Linked DNA regions of Athene noctua: region 2 is linked to region 1. A link is a contact called in public Hi-C data. All regions are on one chromosome and are shown on one strand. The core of a region is the stretch at or near the end of the contact, and the rest is flanking DNA. Distances in the headings are between cores, read along the strand shown.

Region 1 (6,786 bases), core at 1,850-4,349:
CGATGTTACGTACTCTCAGATACTATGCAGCTCATCCCTATAGCGGTTTTCTCTGCAGTAAAATACAGTTTCTGGACTTTGCAGACAGTACAGTCCTTTCATCTTTGGCATTTCTGCCCACACGTCCTTCACTCCTCCACCTTGGTCCTCTCACTGTTCCTTAGCTTAGTGACACGCTAAAACTCTACACAACGGCAAAAATTCGAGAAAAAGCAAGAGGAGAGAGGAGGACAAGAAATGAAAAAACAAACCCACACCCTGTTCTGAGGCTGCCTTCCGTCCTGATGCCCTGTTCTCAGTGTGCCTGGATGATTATTACCCCAGAGATTTCTCCCCTAGACACCAGGTAAATTCAAGTTCCGTCCCTCCCTCCTCCCCAGCCTGTCCCCGCCCCACACCTGCTCACAGGGAGCAAGCCCAGGGGGGCGGGGAAGGGCCCTGCCCCACGCCTCACAGACCAACGCTACCACCAGCCCCAGGCGCGGCCGGGCCAGGCCGCCCCGAGCTGGCCCGCATGTCTCGGCCGCCACCTCCCCGCCGCCCCGAGCTAGCGGGACCTCCCCGCAAGGCGCCTGCCGCCGCCGTAACCTGGACGCCATGCACGATGTAGAGCTTCTCCGCCTCGCTCAGCACCACGGAGGCCATGGCCCGCACGCCGGGCCCGCACCCCGGGCCGCTCTTCCGCTTCCGGCGCCCGCGCGCCGCCGCCGCCCCACCAGGGGCAGAGGGCGAGAGGGGGGCGGGGCGCGCGCCCCTCCCCTCCCCTCCCCTCCCCTCCCCTCCCGCCCCGCCCCGCCCCGCCCCGCCCCGCGTGACGCGCGGCGCTGGGGGCGGGGATCGCGCCTGCGCACTGCCCCGCTCCCGCGCGCCCGAGCGGCGGGAAGGGCCGAGCCGTGGCCTCAGGCCGGCGTGTCGCCTTTCCTAGGGGCAGAGCGGCGTGTGCAGCCCTTAAACTCCCCGCAGAAGGCTCCCGCAGGGGATAGGCGTAGCGCTCTGGAGGTGGTGCCGGCTGAGCACCCCGCTGCCCGAGAAACGCCCCCTCCGAGAAGCTGACGCTTGTGGTAAACCAAAGGGGCAGCACCCGCTCTCTGCCTGCCTGGTGCCAGGGTAAAAGCTCCTGAAAGAGACTGTGGAAATACCCCAGTGCTCGGGAAAGGCTCGCATCGTGATAAACCCCGCAAGAAAAATGGGGAAGCACAGAGGTTTTTACCTCAGGAAGGTCTGAGCGAGGTGTGGAGCATAGGCCAGGTTGGGGCAGGGAAGAAACAAAATGCTCTTGTTAGGAGAGTGCTGTTGGTCCTGTGCCAGATATCCCTGGGAAAACAGCATGAGAAATCAATTAAATCTCATACTTTATATTAATAATTAAGGGTTTTTTTGGATAGCCTTAATTGGAAGCTGCATAAGAACTTCATGTAAGTTTCATACTTTTTTGCATGGCTTGTGTCTAATTTTCAAATGATTTTAAAAGTTGTTGACTTCATGCTGATGCTTAGGAGAGATTGACCCATGGCTCACAAGGGTTACACAGCACGCTGCTGGAATTTATCCAGGTGTTTCTAGCTCTCCAATACTCCTTGCTCAGTCAAATGCACAGAGCATTTCTGGCTGTGCCTATTTGAGCAAGTGGCACGATGCAGCGGGAGCAGACCTGATGAGTGAGAGATGTTTTGGTGGTTTTACTTTGGGCTAGCGCTGGTCCGCTCCCATTAGCAGGTGGCACAACCATTATTTGGAGCAGAGAGCGGATGCGTTGCTCAGATGCATCCCAGGGGTTCCCTACATCCAAAAGGAGTCAAGTCTCCACATGTCAGGATTGTGTGGGGATTGCTTACTGCTTCTCAGCAGGTGGAGCCTGACTGGTCTGGAAGACGGGGTGTGGGTTCCTTGGGGTGAGCAGGGCCAGGCCCAGGCAGCGCTCACACAGGAAAGGGGCCTGGTTTGTATGTTCTCCCTACACAGCATCAGCCCGTGCTGCTGCCCAGCACAGACAGACCCTTCATCTGACCCCGCAGTGCCATTTTTGTGTCCTCATGTTCTGCAGCATGAGCCAAACTATAGCAAGGAGAAATTAGAAACTCCCTTGTAAAAGTGAATTCCTGATCTGAAATAAAGCGTTAATGCAGGTGCACCCTGTGATTCCCTCTGGGAGCACAGGCAGATATTCTGGCTCCCAGTCCTGCCGGTCTCGTGGCTTAGCTCACAGCAGCTAACAGTTCTAATTGCAAGGAAAGAGTGATTTTTATTTTTTTTTCCACCCCTTCTGCCATTCTTGCTCAGAATCTGCCTAATGCGAGTCAAATTTTGCACAGTCCGGAGGCTCAGACAGCAAATTTTGTTTGCAGACAGACAGCGGTTTTCCAAAGGCTGGAGCAGGCCAGGTCTGGCTCTTTTTTCCTGGCGGCTGGCAGAAGGCATCCCCTCGCTCTAAAGAGCGCTTCTTATTGCATTCAAATTCCCTCCTCCAACGCAAGGCAACAATGAAAGTTATCAGACAAAAAAGATGCCAATTGTTTGTTGTGGGTTGTTTTTTTGTTTTGTTTGGTTGGTTTTTTAACAAGGGCAAAGCAACGTCTCTTCCTCTGACCTCATTACGGTAAATGGATGACACGCGTTGGCTGCAATAAAGCCAGCCCGAGGGAACCGGGAAACAGAAACTGGCACGGCGTGCCTGACGCTGGAAGCGGCGGCTCGGGATGGAGAGCGTCGAGAAAACTTTCCCCGGGGCTGCCCCGCCGGCGGACACCACACCTGCAGCCCTGCGCTCTGCCCTCGGGGATGCCGCACGATCCGCGATCCCCGCAAACCGAAACCACCCGAACGACTGCTCTGGAGCTCGGAGGTGCGCGGTGAAGCCCACCTGTTCCCCATGGAAGAAAAAAAAAAAAAAAAAAATTGAAAAGGTTCTTTTTTCCTCCCAAAACCCGCATTTCCCCTCCTCCTCCTCCTCCTCCTCCTCCCCGCCCCGCCCCGCCGCGCACGCCCGAGACGTATAGGCGCGCTCGGCAGAGGCGCGCCGCGGCCGCACGGGGCCCTGCGGCACCCAGGCGGCTGGGCCGAGCCGAGCCGAGCCCCGCCGAGCCCCGCCGGGCGCGGCGCCGGTGCCCGCCCGTGGGCCGGGGAGCCCCGCGCGCCGCGCCCGGCGGCAGGGCGGGGACGGGCCGGGGGTGCGCTGCCTCTCTCCGCCGCCGCTCACTTCCTGGTTCCTCCCGGCGGCCGCCCCACCTCCCCGCCGAGCCAGCGTAAGGGGCGGCGGCGGGGACGGGCGGGGGGGCCGTGCCGCCGCCGGGCGCGGGCTCCGCGGGGCGGATGGGGCTCACGGCGGCGCGCGGGGCAGCCTCGGCCGGCGGGGCGCGGCGCGGCGCTGCGTGGCGGCGTTGGCGGCGTGCGCGCGCGGCGTGGGGGCGGCGGGGCGCGCGCCGGGCCGGCGGCGGCGGCGGCCTGCGGGGTAGGTGGGTAATGACAGCGCGGGGGGGCGGCCCGTGCGGGCAGGTGCGCGGTGGCGGAGGGGGCGGGAGCGGGCCGCCGCCGTCGCGGAGCGGCCCATCCCATCCCATCCCATCCCATCCTTCCTCGCTCAGCCCCTCGGCAGTGCGGGGAGCCCTGGGGGTGGCGCGGCGCGGCCGGTGAAGGGCCGCTCCGTGCCCCGCTTCCCTCCGCCGGGGCCCCGGGCAGCGCCTGGGCGTGCGTCTCCTGGGGCTGCTGGCTTCGGGCGGGAGGCGGGAGGCGGGAGGTGAGCTCCCGGTCGGCCTTCGCCGGCTTTCAGCGCCGGGCTTGAAATACTGCGCGGGGAAACGTTAAGGAACGCTGGGCCGCGTCCGGGACCGAGCTCTGCTCCCGGGGCCGTCCGGAGCAGCGCGGCGTCCCCTCGGCAGGAAATTGAAACTGGGAGCCTGCAGCAATGCCGTCGGGTCCTGTGATCGTTTACGGGATCGCGGTGCTGAAACGGCGGCCTCTAACCTGCTAACGCGGCGGCCGGCGGGGCAGACCCTCACCCTTCGGAGGTGGCCGTGGGCACCCGGCGCCGAACTGCGGCTCCCTGAGGGCACCGCAGGGCAGTCACGACTTGAGCCCCGGGAGGAATCGGTGCTGAAACCATGGCGCTGTGCTGTGGCGGGTTTGGTCGAAACGGGTGGGGAGTTGTAGAAAGTAATCCGGGCTGGTTTTAAACAGCAGCTGCTAAGTATTACTGGAGTACTAGCGAAAAGTAATTTGTAAGAAGAAGGAAGAGCTTGTAATGGCTCGTTAGAAAACAGTCTTCAAGAAAACATAGGCCCGGGGGAGGAGGAAGCAGCAGCCTGGTCTCTGTTGTGCCCTCTCGCTGCCTGCATGCCACCGAGGGATGCCGGGTGCACACCAGAGCTTGCTTGGATTTCTCTCCTTTGATGCTGATTCAGAAAAGCTATGTTTTTCAGCATGTGAACGAGAGATCGTGTGCCAGACTCCTGACACGGCGGAGGTGCGCAACGTCGGATCTGTAGGAAAGGAGCCCACGTTTGGGTGGTCGTTTTGATACGGTGGAATCCCAGAGAAGGGACTGGCCGGGTGCTGGGAGTCATTACCTCCCATGCCTGCTGGTGTAGATAGCAAGGCTTTAGAGAGTACCGTGTTTTTCTTCGCTTAGTGAAAGCAACAAATAAGTCTTTTGTGTAGTGTTATAGGCATTTCAGTGATAAGAGTCATTGTAAGGGGAGCCACACATTGATTCACATGTCTTTAAAAATGCATCCCCCAGTGCAATAAAGATCTGGTCTGTCAAATACTACGACTGTCAGTGTAGCTCTCTCACTCACACAATACTGTTTGTCATACCAATGGGAGCTGCTTGTGGTTGTAAGTTGTGTCTGACAAGGCTCATTGAGATTTGGAAGGTGTGACCCAGAAGTTTTGTGTGGTTACAGGTTTATAAAAGGACACATGTAAGGTCTGGCTAAAAGCTCAAATGTCTGTTGCAACATGTAATACCTATTGGGTATTTTTTTGTATGTTTCTGCTTCCTTTTTAGTTTTTTTCATTTCAGGTGGTGTAGTTACAGGCAGAGTGCATATTCTGGTTTGAAATTGCTTGTTTGGCAGTAGACAAAAATACAATTTGATCCAACTACTGGGAGCAGGTTGCAAGAAGATGAATGCTTCATTCCTCAGCAGATGCAGGTCTGCTGTGCCCAGGTCGTTATATATCTTTTCTGGGCAGTTTCCTTTGTGTCAGCAAAGGGGGGTAACTGATAGTCTTCAGGAGAACGTGTGTAGCCTGGGCAATGGTAGCTCACTTTCAGTGAATCTCTTACCTAATGTGAATTTACTTTTGATGGGTGGGCTGCTGTGCATCTCCAGCAGAACTGGAGCTAGCAGCGTCACATAGTCGATGCAGTTTAAACCCGTTGTTTCAGGGAAGCTTGCTCGTGTGGCCATGAAGCTTGCTCATACGGGCATTTCCCATGCATCTATAATAGGTTCTCTCTCCTGTAGAGAGACTACAGGGTAGGTGATGGGCACCCACAGTGGTGTCAGGCTGAAAATGTCTTGGCTGTAGCTCAGCCGGTCTCTGCAGATGTTAATTGACTGAGCTTAAGGTTTTTTCTGGTCCTTCTGCAGTGTAGATGTGACCTTTTTCTTAGGGCAGTATTCTGCAGTTTTTCTGTCTTCCTGAGAGAAGACAGCAGGCAGTGTAAAATATGACAAAATAGAAAAGCTTGTTACCAGTTTTTATTTTCCCTCCTGTGCTTAGCCAGTTGAAGCAAACTGTATGGGAATGATGGTACCTGGAACATCGTATTTGACTTGTGCATGTAACTAATCTGAAACTCAAGGTTTGGTTAGAGAAAATGAGAAGTTAAAGCTTTCCCAATTAGAGCTGCGTGTTTCCTGGGTTGTGCAGACAATAAGAAGAAAAGCCTGTAACTTGACTGGAACTGCAGTGCAGCAAGTCTGCCAGTAACACTTTACACATTGTCCTTTTGAGAGGGAGTCCAAAAGAGCAAGCCAGCTTGCCTCTGCAGGCTATGGGTGCCAAAGACCTCCTCATATAGCGGTAGTTCCCATCTAGTGAGGTGCAAGGTGTTACAGGCAAGGTGCAGCTAGGTACTGGCTCTTAACTCCACAGGAGCACTGGCACGCATACTCCTTTTGCCTGCTTTTGGCTGTGCCCCCAGGGTGGGGGGTGCTTGGGAGTGCTTCTGGAGACTTTTATCTGGGCTTATAGCCCTGTATCTCTTCACCCCACCAGGTTACGAGGTGCCCATACAGAACTGGTGCTCATACGGGAGAAGGAGTGCAAGGAGAAAATAAAAAAAAAAGAAAAGGATAGGGATGGGAAAGTAAGGAAATGAGAAGAAAGGCCACGGCAGCAGAGTTGAGCTAGAAAAATGTTGGGAATCGCTGTTCCAGCAGGTGTAATAGCAAGTAAAACAAGGACACAAAAAACTCAGTGTTAATACCCTTGGATAAGAGAGGAATGTTGAATGGGAGGAAGTGCAAGGCCCTTGTTGATGTTTTTGCTGCTAGACCTGTGGTGGATGGTGGTGGTGCATGGCGTGTTTGTGAAGTTCAGCTGTGAGTTTTGCAATAATGCAGAACTGACAGGGGCAACCAATCTTAAACGTGGTGCGGCATGCAGAAGTTAAAACAAATGGGCTCAAGTTGAAACAGTAAGAGTGAACAAGGGCAGTGTGAAGTACTATGCTATTTAAAACAAAAAGACAGTGAAACATATGCAGTCCTAGTGGGAAGGCAGTAGTACAATGCAGTAGATACAGGGAAGGCTAGAGCAGGCAATAAAGGGAGATAG
Region 2 (6,742 bases), core at 3,477-5,976, 320 kb before region 1:
TTAAGAACCAAGTCTGTATGTCTATCACAAGTTTAGAGAGATAACACACATGCTTATTTTACTGATCTGAGAAGGAGATATTAAGTGCTGAAAGAAAGATCATTCACAATGACTAGGAATCTGCAGTCAGATTCATTCTATTCTTATAACAAAATAAGGAATGGATCAAAGTCTAAGCGCTATCAAAAATAATAAAGAAAAAAGTATTTTCTAGAAGCCCATAATGTCGACAGTTAGTTTTGAAACTAGTTTTCATACACCAGGCCTTATTCTGCTTTTGTATGACCTTCATATTTGACACTGCAGCACAGCCACAGCACAGCTGGAGAAGAGCCTTCTTGGCTATGCTGTCATTCCTGCCTACAACCATCCAAAACATTAATAACTCCTAACAGCAATATCTTGCTTCCATTACATCTTAACAACACATAAAATCTTCACAAAATTTGAGTTCTTCCCATTTAGTTATTTTTTTAATACAAAAACCACCCTGACCACCATTATCATGGAGTATTTTTCTGTGTTGCTAAAGAACAAAGGGAGTCATAAATGGAGATATTTGACATCGATAGTGTAATTCATGATACTCAAGAGAAGAAAAGGTATTGAAAAACTGCAACCACGAAATTCATGTTTTAAATAAATATTACTAAAGGTGACTTGGGTCTCATTTTGAAAATATTCTCCAATAAACTGTGTGGATTGCTGCCAAGACATAAAGCAACTCACTCGGATTTACTTCCTACCATTCAAAGTTGAGGAAAAAAAAAAAAAGCATTGATCCCCAACATAACAGAAAAATCAAGCAACCCAAACTGCTGCTTGCTTACACCAAGTGTAAAGTTGGTTTCATTTACAGTTAAGCGAGACAGGGGTTTTTTATTTGTGTATTTGTTGTGAAGTTTCACTTCATTAGTTACAAAGCAGTGCTGTATATCATGAAGATGATGCAGAGTTTGCATCCCCCACTTTAATTGGGTTGATCTCACAGATAAGAATATTTTTGTGTTCAGATACAGCATGAAAGAGGACCCATCACGCTCTAATGGCAACTAAAGATAGTACTTCACTCAATAGCACTTAAGCCTTCTAGGCCTCCACAGCCAAACCCCTACTTCAGTAATTGATTATTTCACCATAAATACTTAACATTGCTCTAATGCAGGAAACTCTTTGATGTCAGCCTCTAAATACTGAAATAAAGCAAGCCAAAAGCACATCCTGTACCACCCACCAATGCATTTGCTGTACTCAGGATACCAAAGTGGTCCACAGTGGTATATAGGAAAGACGTTACTATTATATGCAGAGTCCCAGCAGCGTGTTAAGTAACAGCGCTAACACTCTGATGGTTTCAACACTCCAGAGGTTCCAGATTTTCTAGGTGAGCAGGTGTGCTAATTATACATCTACAGTAAGTATTACTCCTCAAGCAGAAACAGCTCAAGGAACTGGAGCATCTCCCATGGAGCCGTAGTTGTTGCAGACAGAAGAAAGGGAGTATAATCCCAGGATTAAAAAAGCCACTAATGGAAATACCATTTAAAAACAAAAAAGGCATGTATTAAAGGCATAGCTTTATAATGACTATTTCCAGGTAAGTTTTACTTCAGATGACAAATAATTTATTGCCTAAGTTAATGCTCTCTTCAACCAGTACCCCTGAGCTTCACTGTGACAGCCACTTAGATTAAGCAGGAAAAAGGGATGTGTAGCTGTTCTTCATAGAAGTATTATCCAAATTTTGAAAACTGTTTAGAAAAGAAGCAAAAAAAAAAACCCTGCCAAAGACAAGATACACTTCTGGACCTCTCCTCAAATACACACAGGTGGAAGGCAGTGTGTTCAAGTGTGATAACTACTAATGGCTGACAAGTACTTCCACAAAGCATGCAGGTGTAACTGTGGGCAGGAGGAGTTAAATTTGAAACACAGCTAGTGTCAGAGACCCACAGGATACTAAGAAGGCTATCAGCAACATCAGTCTTCACTCAGTCACAAAGAGAGAAAAAAAGTAATTTTAAGTGAGCCTAAACAGCAGCCAGGATTCTCTCTATTCTGCAGGCAGTTTTGTCACTTTCTATTGATTAGATGGACCATTAGATTCACTACCATCCACTAGCTTGTTACCTGCAATAGCTGTTTGAATTTTACAATTCATTCCTGAGGCTACGAGAGGAAGTTAAATAAGTATGGCAGTGACACAGATGACACAACTATGGATAGCAGTTTTCCAGTTAGCAGTTCTCCCCAGTAACTGTTGGTGTAACTCAGCTGGTTCCAATGGTAGCACATATGTGAGACATCAGTGTTTTTACCAGTATCACCTGAAGTTGACCGATGACACTGGTCAAGGCACAAAGGGTTTGATAACATGAGAAATACAAGAGAGGTTTGCATTCAGAGCTAGAACCTGCGATTGCATGTACAGAGTGGGACCCTGCAGAGCACTACGATCAGTGAAGCTCCTCCATACAGGAACTGAACTACACAGAAGAGGTACAATTGCAGAATCTGACCTTTTCATAGTAAGAACGAATAGTCAGTTAAAAAAAACCAAAACACGCTTACCACTAAATCCCCAAACTGAAGTCTAGTCTAGATTTCTCAGGAGAACATTCTCCTTTGACCTTGCCAACCTAGTAAGCTTGACTCATCACCCAAGTTATGGCCCTGTATCTTAAAATGCTTGGCAGAAAGTCCACAGGCATTACCACAGCTTGGTGTAATAACAGGAAAAAAGGCCATTTCTCTGAACACAAAACAAATCTGTTTTCAAGTTCATAAAAAAATTCATAAAACTACATGTCATACTAATCTGCACTTGAAACAGTCTTGTTTAAAATGATCAAAACATACTCTTAGTTAAGATTAAACTTTAAATGAGAGAATTCTTTACTAGCCTGTATCCAGAATGGTGCTTTTACTAAAAAAAAAAAAAAACCAAACAAAAACAAACAACCAAACAGTAAGAACAACTGTGTACTAAAAGTCACACAGCGGCTACTCATACAACTCGCCTTTTCTCCTCTGCAGGCAAAAACATCACAAGTTCACCTTAAAGAAAGACAAATACTGTGGTTTTTTTCCTCTTGTTACCCAAAAAGTGCCAAATAAGTCTTTCAGCTGTCACTGATCATCTTACTCTTCAGTAATACTCAATTATCTCCAGTGTCTGTGTACCCTCCCATAGCTACCTAATCAAAATAAGGAAAGAAGCCCAGTGATTTTTAAACACCTAACAGCATCATGATAAACTGTCTATTCAGATGTATAAGATCTAAGTACGTTTGCTCAGAATCCAAAAGATGACTGCCAAATGAAATTTAGCAGAACATTAAGTACAGTTGAATTAGGCTTAAAAAAAAAAAAATCACTTTCAGATACTGCTGCCCGAAAATGGCGTCAGTAACTCAATTATAGAGTTTCAAGCTAATACTTAGAGGTCGAAAGCCTGGGAACGCCTTTAGGACACACAAGGACATTGCACTGTTGGCTTCAGACAGCCCTGAAGAGTCTCATGCTCGGAGTCATTTCTTCAGAAGTTTCAACCAGCCAGCGTGAGGGCTTATAATGAAAATACCACTTCAGTTCTAACTTTGTATTGTTTCGCTTACACAACTTCTTTTGCTGTATAAAAGGCAGCAAGCAAACATCTGGCACATACAAGTTCGAAGGGTTACGTTCCCCTTTCCCTTTGTTTTAATATAAGAAATTACGCCAGTAGGTTAGAAGGGTTTATTTGAAGAGTCACAGAAGACACTACACAGGAGAGCGCCAAAAGTTCAAAATCATCAACTGGCCTCGAAACCATACCACAACCCCCCCCACACTGTGCCGTAACAGCCTGATGGGTACGCCCGCTTAAGGAACCTTCTGCTGGCAAGTAACAGGGCACATCTAGGGCTCCACACGAGCATCAGCACCCGAGTTCCTACGAAAGTCACTACCGGGAGAGCAGAAGGCAGCCCGGGTGGCCCCGCTCCGCAGCTCGTCTATCGCGACACGGCGGGCACCGGAGGAGACCCGCACGCGTGAGCCCTCCTCTGTATGCGAGAGGGAAAGGAGACGGACGGGCGAACGGCGGCAGCGCTCCCGCCCGCGGCCGCGCTACCGGATGGGCGGCGAAAGGGACCTGAACCCCCGGCCAAAGTCCTCCTCCTCCCTCTCGCCCCGGGCTGCCGCACGCAGCCGCCGCCTCGGGCCAAGCCGGTCGCGCCGACCCAGGAAGCGAGGCAGAGGGGGCCAGCCCGGCACAGCCCGGCGGCGGCCCCAGGGCGGGGACGGGACGCCGGGGCTCCCGCGCAGCGGCGGCCGAGAGAGGCAGCGAGCCGCCGCCAGCCGCAGGGCTGGCCGGAGCGCGGCGGGACGCCGCCGGCCCCTGAGGGGAGGGCGAGACGAGGAGAGGGCGAGACGAGCGGGGACAGGCGACCGCTGCCCCAGCGGCCCGCCCCTCCCCACCCCTCCGGCAGGGCCGGCGGCGGCAGGTGACAGAGCCGCGCCCCCCCGCCCCCCGGCGGGTCACTCACAGCTTCAGGCTGGCGTAGGCCGCCGCTGCCGTCGTTCCTGCCGCTGCCGCCATTCGTTCCCCTCCGGCTGTCTCCGGCCGCCGCCGCCGGCTGCGCTCCGCGTCGCTCCGGCCCCCTCCGGCCCGGCCGCTCCCTCCCTGCCAGACTGACGCGTCCCACGGCCTTGCGGGACGGGACCCCGCGCGGGACAAACCTCCTCCTCGGGCGCGTGAGCGAGCGCCACAGGGCGGGGCACAGCTCACGGAGGAAGGGGGAGGGCCTGGGGCCGCCTCTCCGGCCCCGCGATTGGCTGAGCCGGCGCGCCCTGACCCCGCCCCGGGAGAGGCGGAGGCCGTCGGACGAAGCCGGTGGGGATTGGCCAGCGCGCCGGTGGGCCGGCAAGCCACGTCCCAGAGGGGCTGCTGGGAGGGGCTTCGGCGGGGAGGCCGCGTTGGATTGGCTGCCCCCGACCGGCGGCCACGCCCCCGCGGGAGCTCTGTGGTGAAGTGCCTGTGGGCAGCATAAGACCAACGAGCAGGGCCAGTGGCGCAATGGATAACGCGTCTGACTACGGATCAGAAGATTCTAGGTTCGACTCCTGGCTGGCTCGGCTGCTCTTTTTTTTTCTCCCCCCCCTGTCCAAGCCCTAGGGTGCTGCCTGTACCCCCTCCGCTCCTAGGCAGCCCCCCCACTCCTGCACAGACCCAGCGCGGCCACCCTCATGGCCCAACATGGGGGTCCACCAGGCGCAGCGGCCTCCAAGGCACCCCGGGGTTGGGCGGTGTTACAGGCTCATGCCCTTGGCAGCCCCCACCACAGGCACCACCTCGGGGACAGCCGCTGCAGGGCAGGCTGGTCGCCACCCGGGCACCCTGTCCGGGCCGTGGGGTTTAGGGTTTTGGCGTGGAGCAGACCTGGGGTACCTACTGGTCAGTCTCCCACTGGATCTGGCCCTTGGGTATCATCCCCCGGTGTTGGGCAGCTTCTTGCCTCGAGGAGGGGGAACTCCAAAGTATAATTACAGGTAATCCTCCTATTTATTTGCTTCATTTTCGCCGATAGCTCCGTGCTGCTGCTCGGCCAGCAGTACTTCAGCACCCTGTCTGCAAACAGGAGGCATCATAGTCACTGAAGTGAAGTCTGTGGGGGCACCATGTGGCCACCTGCTCCCAGAGACACTGAAATTCTCCCCAAATCTCTCTAAGCAACCCAGCCCCACCAGCATTGCAAAGAACACCCCCATGCTGGGACCAGAGCCTGCTCCTGCCCGTAGCACATCCCTCCCCCAGCTGCTCACCCTGGGACACGGGACTCCCTGGAGGGACGCCAGACCAGGACGGCTTCAGATGGGGCTGAAGAAAATACCAGCTGCTGGCAAAGGACTGGAAATCCTCAGTGAACTACACTGAGATTCCACCCACCAGTCCCTGCTTCAGCCACCGATGTGCGGGGACGGGAGGAAGGCAGAGGCTGGAAAACCATAATTTCACAGCACAACTCCCTCCCCATGGACTCTGGGCAATTATAATCATTGTAATTTTAGGAAAAACTTGACACTGAGCATTGCTTTACAATATTGTCTTTAATCACAACAGGCCAACAGCTTTGCTCCCACTGCTGGCCTTCATTCTTCATAAATATTTAACAGCACAGAAGAAAAGAGGGCTGTGTTCACAGGTGGCTAAGGTTAGTTATACCAGCACAAATCCTAAAATACTCTCTCCCGGAGTTGAGCTTTGAAGGAAACATAAACAAAATAATTAGTACCATTCAGTATTGTTAACCAGGCTCTAGGTTTGCCTTTTGGATACAGAAAGCCACAGCCTGCACGTGAGCACCCGGGTCCCTGTCTGGCCATGCACCGCAGACCTGCTGCGCGGGGACAAGGGTTGGTGCCTTCGGAGGCTCTACACCATGTATTTTCACATGGGGACAGTTTCTTCCCATCCTTCATCTTGTCTTAGGGGGCTACTGATGCATACTGCCACACAAGCTTCTGGCTGCCCTAGAAGAAAGGAGGGTGAGGACTTTTATTGCTCAGAAAAGTTTAATTTTGCTTCTCCTTAGGAAAAGGGTGGGTGAGCAGTTCCAGGCTGTTGTTCTGGGCTCACAGCAGGAAGATGTCTGCTCAGTTGGCTCCAGTAAGTTACACCTAGTGCCACTGCAGCCAGTGAGTGACGGAACACAGAAATGGAAAAGAAAAATGAACACACAAATGCTGTGCGATGAGAGAG

The links. A called contact is a pair of places that touch in the nucleus more often than the background predicts.
Region 2: a Hi-C map of heart shows a contact between it and region 1, with 3 times the contacts expected there. The contact joins the promoter of SACM1L here to the promoter of ZDHHC3 in region 1. A contact is called at or near these places in 2 of 2 Hi-C or Micro-C datasets (heart and liver).

What each region holds. Positions count from the first base shown.
Region 1 is chr2:152,920,329-152,927,114 of bAthNoc1.hap1.1, reverse strand. It overlaps ZDHHC3 (zDHHC palmitoyltransferase 3), which reads left to right and starts at 3,099. Exons shown (of 7, transcript XM_074900693.1): 1 at 3,099-3,242. EXOSC7 (exosome component 7) reads right to left here and starts at 736. Exons shown (of 8, transcript XM_074900695.1): 1 at 589-736. The coding sequence starts at 645.
Region 2 is chr2:153,237,192-153,243,933 of bAthNoc1.hap1.1, reverse strand. It overlaps SACM1L (SAC1 like phosphatidylinositide phosphatase), which reads right to left and starts at 4,726. Exons shown (of 20, transcript XM_074900701.1): 1 at 4,530-4,726. The coding sequence starts at 4,582. TRNAR-ACG (transfer RNA arginine (anticodon ACG)) reads left to right here and starts at 5,046; the gene lies at 5,046-5,118. LIMD1 (LIM domain containing 1) reads right to left here. Exons shown (of 9, transcript XM_074900700.1): 9 at 6,081-6,742.